Linked DNA regions of Hordeum vulgare: region 1 is linked to region 2. The links are chromatin contacts, called in public Hi-C maps. All regions are on one chromosome and are shown on one strand. The core of a region is the stretch at or near the end of the contact, and the rest is flanking DNA. Distances in the headings are between cores, read along the strand shown.

The links. A called contact is a pair of places that touch in the nucleus more often than the background predicts.
Region 1: a contact with region 2 is called in a Hi-C map of leaf, with 4 times the contacts expected there. The contact joins the promoter of LOC123427149 here to the promoter of LOC123427148 in region 2. A contact is called at or near these places in 2 of 6 Hi-C or Micro-C datasets (both in leaf) and 1 of 1 datasets of contacts at active chromatin or transcription factors (embryo).

Annotation. Positions count from the first base shown.
Region 1 is chr2H:546,904,794-546,907,493 of MorexV3_pseudomolecules_assembly, forward strand. It overlaps LOC123427149 (magnesium transporter MRS2-C), which reads left to right and starts at 1,363. Exons shown (of 5, transcript XM_045111124.1): 1 at 1,363-1,998; 2 at 2,685-2,700. The coding sequence starts at 1,462.
Region 2 is chr2H:546,713,421-546,716,120 of MorexV3_pseudomolecules_assembly, forward strand. It overlaps LOC123427148 (60S ribosomal protein L23A), which reads right to left and starts at 1,361. Exons shown (of 4, transcript XM_045111122.1): 1 at 1,293-1,361; 2 at 620-659; 3 at 1-205. The coding sequence starts at 632.

The DNA of each region.
Region 1 (2,700 bases), core at 113-2,612, 190 kb after region 2:
CGCGGACCACGTCCGGACACAAAAATAGACATATACCGAAGAAATTTGCGGGTCAACCTTGAATATGCCCTAATGGATGTGTCACGTGAGGTTGGGTTTGAAACATTATACCGCAGAAGGAAAAAATCACATTTACATGAAGAAGAAAAATGACTACATGAATTATGATTTTTTGTGAGGTTATGCAACACTTGCGCTCTGTGAAACCAGGGTTCTATGTTTATTAGTTTACCTAGACTGAACTACAAGATGTCAATCTCGATGAGCCTTGAACATGAACATGCAGTTTTGAAAGACTAAATTGGGTGGTGTGATGTGTTTTTTTTTCTTCCAATGCAACGCACGACCATATTTGCTAATGGTTTCTTATCAGTCGCACATGGATTGATGATAACATACTATTTAGAGTAAGATTCCTCTTCTTAATTAATTGATGATGCAATAATATGCACAATGAATTATAGTGGTTCAAGAAATTGGTTGCACAAAGGTAAAAATAAATAAGCAAATAGGGCGTATGGCCAATGACACACCGAATTATATATGAGATAGAGGGGGCGCGATTGTGCAATTTACACCAATGTAGTGAGAAGCAAGACAACCAAGCCCGTGTGCGGTGTGAATGGCTAAAATAGGCTGACAACGCCACCTGATATACATAAAACATGTTGCATGATTTGGGTTGAACTTATAGAATGTGCATGTCCGTGTTGCAATGCACATGAAATTTGATAGTCAATGCAAACATAAGCATGACATATAGTTTTATCTATAAGGAGAACCCGAACCTGGATAAAAACCCGTCCCGTGTTACCACCGTGTTAAGGCTACTAGTTTGGTCCCCTACGTTAGATGTATCATAATCAACTCTATCAACTGGTCTATAGGATCATATGCACGAGACTTTTTGAGTATCATCGATAAAGGTCAAATTGACTTCGGGAGGGGAGTTACATCAACGACACATTGACGGCTCATTCTATCGACGGTTATGATGATTCCATGATGTTACATGACTTTGGACGTACTCCCTGTGTAAACTAATATAAAAGTGTTTAAATTATCGATGTAGTGTTTTAAATGTTTTTATATTAGTTTAGGGAGGAAGTAAGTTTTATTATGTTTATGATGTTTTGTAAACTTTTTGCACGCATGGGGACGAAACCCTAGAATCCTAAGACCGTGTTAAAGAAAAACACCTCCTCGATCCAACGACAGGGAAGGCGCAAGAGCGTGGTAAAAAAACACCCGCTAAATCCTACGACAGGGAAGGTGCCACGTCACGTGCATGCCCACCCGAGCCCACCATTGAGAATCATGTGATGTTCTTCCCTCGTCTTGATCACCCACCCACCGTGGAGCTGGAGATCCCTTCCTCTCCACACAAGCACTCCACCTCCCCGCAGCCTACCTACCTAGCCCGCCACTGACACGCCGCCCCCACCACAGATCCCGGCCACCATGGACCAGGACCTCAAGGATCGCCTCCTCCTCCCTCCCCGCGCCGCCGCGAACGGCCCCCACCGCCGCGGCAAGCCCGCGGCGCCAGGCGGCGGCGGGGGAGGGGGCGGTGTGACGATCGACGTCCATGGCCTGAAGAAGCGCGGCGGCGGGCGGCGCTCGTGGGTGCGGGTGGACGCGGCGACGGGCGCGGCCGAGGCGGTGGAGGTCGCCAAGCCGGCGCTCATGCGGCGGCTCGACCTGCCCGCGCGCGACCTCCGCCTCCTCGACCCGCTCTTCGTCTACCCCTCCGCCATCCTCGGCCGCGAGCGCGCCGTCGTCTGCAACCTCGAGCGGATACGGTGCATCATCACCGCTGACGAGGCGCTCGTCCTGCGCGACCCCGACGCCGACGGCGGAGCCGCTGCGGAGGAGGCCGTGCGGAGGTACGTCGACGAGCTGCAGCGCCGTCTCGTGGACCGTGCCGATGACCTGCCCTTCGAGTTCATCGCTCTGGAGGTCGCGCTCGAAGCCGCCTGTTCCTTCCTCGACGCTCAGGTTCCACACAGCGCTCTACAGACCTTTGCGTTCTACTAGTAATTTACTACGATGGTGTAGAATGTACTTGTGCTCCTGTCTCAACTAATGGAATAGTAGCGTATTAACCAGCCTACAGTTTTGGTGCATGATGAGCTTGATAGTTCCGGTTCTTCGGGAGTTTGTGGTGGCATACAATGTTTGATTGGTTGAACCGTATGATGTACTCCTACTTAACATCCACAGTTTCACTCTGTACCATGAAAAGAATAGAGTAGATTTCCTCTTGATCGTATTCTATTACTGACAGGAAGGTATCTGATGGTAAAATAAGCTATGGAGTAGATTATCCACCATAATAGGAAGTTCAGTTTGCCACGTATCGATGGTCAAATGAGGTTGCATGTCACCATTTGAATTTTCGTCATGCCCAGCCTCTTTTCTGAATGACAACTCTATTACAAATGCAGCATTGTTCTGGGTCAACCATTGTTGGTCTGAATTTCTTTTGCTCTGTTTGGTTTCCAGAAAATTGAATTGACCATAACCACCAATTATTCATGACAATGAAGCCACACGTTACAAATTTGGTTATCAGCTGACAAATCATGTGATGAGCAATTTGAGCTCTCTACTTTCTGAGCTGTTTCAAGGATAAGGATTTGGCATCTGATTGGAGAACTAAAAATGCTTGCAAATTTTATCAGGCTGTTGAGCTGGAGG
Region 2 (2,700 bases), core at 111-2,610:
AGGATCTGGTATTGGTCAAGCTTGTTCCTCCCCGGGGTACTGATCCTGGGGTACTTGGGGTCCCTGGCCTTGGACAGGGTCTTGGGGCGGTGAAATGTCACAGACGTGCGGATCTTCTTTGCGGTCTTCTTGATTGACCCAGACTTCACAGCCTTGGCAACCTTGGCAGCCTGGGCCTTGGCATCGCCCTTCTTGGCAACAGCAGCTGGTAACAGATGGAAACAATAATCAGCTAATGGCCTTTACAGAAAGACAAACACAAGGAATACAGTGGAGTAAGCTCATGAATCCAAGAAGTACAAAGTCAATGAACAAGTGCAGCTTGTCACTAAAAATTGCAGAGCATACTATCAGAGCACCCTTTCAATTTGAAAAGAAATTATGCTTCAGAACTTGTCAGCTCTTTATATGTCAAAGAACAAACATTTTTCAGGGAGAACCAAATATTGTGAACTGCTTTCTATCATCATAAATACAAATACGTTGATCAATCCACAAGAGAGACAACAATAGGGCAATATGTAAAGTAAATTCTAAACTACACATTAACACAAATCTAAAGCACCTGACATGTTGGCACTAGCATTTTCAATAAAAGGGGGCAACATTATGAGCTTACCTTTGGGAGCCATTTGAGCTTCTCAGGACAGCCTCTTGAACTGCAAACAGAGAGGAGCAGAAATTTCAGTTAGATTAGACGAGAAGCAATATGAGAATAGACAGTGAGGATTAGAAAAGCAAGCGATGTGTGTTTAGAGAGGAAACTACTCTAAATTCAGAACTAAAGCACCTCAAGCGCAGCTGCCAAGGGTAAATCTAAAACCAAAAACTAACATTTCCCGAGCTCAGTATTTCAGCGAGGCAGGTGATGAATACACCTGCAAGAACTACAGACTAAACACTAACTAGATTCGTCATGAACTCGAAACAGGGAGAAGCCGCAGGCCCAAACAAGCATCTAATTCGTGCCCGAATCTACCAACCATGATTATATCGCGCAAAGCACAAACATCTCCTACACATCTGGACTTCCAACGGATCGGCACCCTAACGAGGAACAGGACGGCCAACGGAACAAATCACTGCGGAAAATACCAGCTACTACCATGAACAACGGCGCGAACACTACGGGAGATGCACGGGATTTCGCGCGCATGGAGCGGATCCGGCGTCTCCTACAGAACGAGGGAGCCGCGGGGCCTCGACGCCGGCTACGGGTGGCGAAGAGGAGCGGAGCATGAGCACGGCGGCGGAGGAGGGGTCGGATGGGGAGGTGGCGGCGGGCGGCTTACCTTACCTTCCTGGGGTGCGGGCGCGAGGCGAAGCGGAGACGGCTGAGGAGGAACCCTAGCGGCAACGCTTGCGAGTCCTTTATATCGTCGAGGCGAGCGACTCCCTAGGGTACAAGCCCGGCTGGGCCTGATTGGGCTGGACAGAACGCTGCGAGGCCTTGACGCCGATAAGTTATCTCGCACAGTTTTTTTTTAATATATAATGATGTGTATGTCGTTTTCAATTGTTTTGCGTTTATAAAGCGAAAATTCACTTCGGCTCTTGGGCACTTGATTCGCTATGAACGAAGAGGGAGGGTTAAGGTACAGATGCGGTCTTATGTTTTTCTTTGTTCCATGTGTGTGTTACGTGTTTTGTTGTACTAGGCGCTAGGTCGTGCTAATGCCACTCTTATATAGATGTGAATAGTGAGGCATTCGCTGCAACTTTTTTATGATCTACACACATTCATGGGCCTTCATGCCCTTTGTCAAGGATTGATGGATTGAGATGTCGGTGCTCGTATGCCACATCGCAAAGCCATGGCATCGATCACTGTGCTTGTCTCATGGATATTTTTAAAACGAAAGAAATGTGAGGGTCTTTCTGCAAAATATTCTCATCCACCCATCATTTTTGAAATGATCATGAACCATGCGGTGCTTGGAAAGTTGCGGGGGTGAAGCACTTGGGTAAACTAATGATGGGAGAGTAATGACTTTGTAATAAGGAAACGTTTTGTTTCATCCGGTTGATTCCTCCCTCCCGTAAACCGCCTCCTTTTTTGCGCCATGTGTCACGGTGAGGCCCACGCACCGCACCCTCCTGAGCCTTTATCTCCTATGCAATCTACCTTCTCCATCTATTTCTCTCTTTTCCCCTTCTTCCTCGTTCTTCACGGCTAGAGGGAGAGAGTCGATGCTCCCATGGCGAGCGCACCACGACGACTGCTAGGAGTCGTGAGGGACTGGCACCGATGGTCACATGATGCCCACTCTGCCCAACAGCTACATCAGTTGCCCTTCGCTGCCACCTCATGTTGCAATGAAGCATCGTCTGCTTTCATTGGTGGAGTCGTCTGCTTTCGTTGGTGGAGCTACGACAAGCCTCCGGCGCTGCGTTGGAGCACCGAGTGCCGTTGTCGCGGCTGCAATGAAGCATGGTCGGAGCTGCGACGTGCCTCCTGAATCATGGCCGGAGCTCCGATGAGCCGTCGGTGCTGCATTGGAGCACATCTGCGTCGGTGTCAAGGCTGCAATGAAGCATGACCGGAGCTGCAACAGGCCGCTAATGCTTCGTTGTAGCATCGTGAAAGGATCGATATGGTTGACTAGAGGGGGTGAATAGGCAACTACCAATTTTTAGCTTTTCTAAATAAATAAGGAGTAGCAATCATAAAGGTTCACTAACATGACACTAGGTGGACAA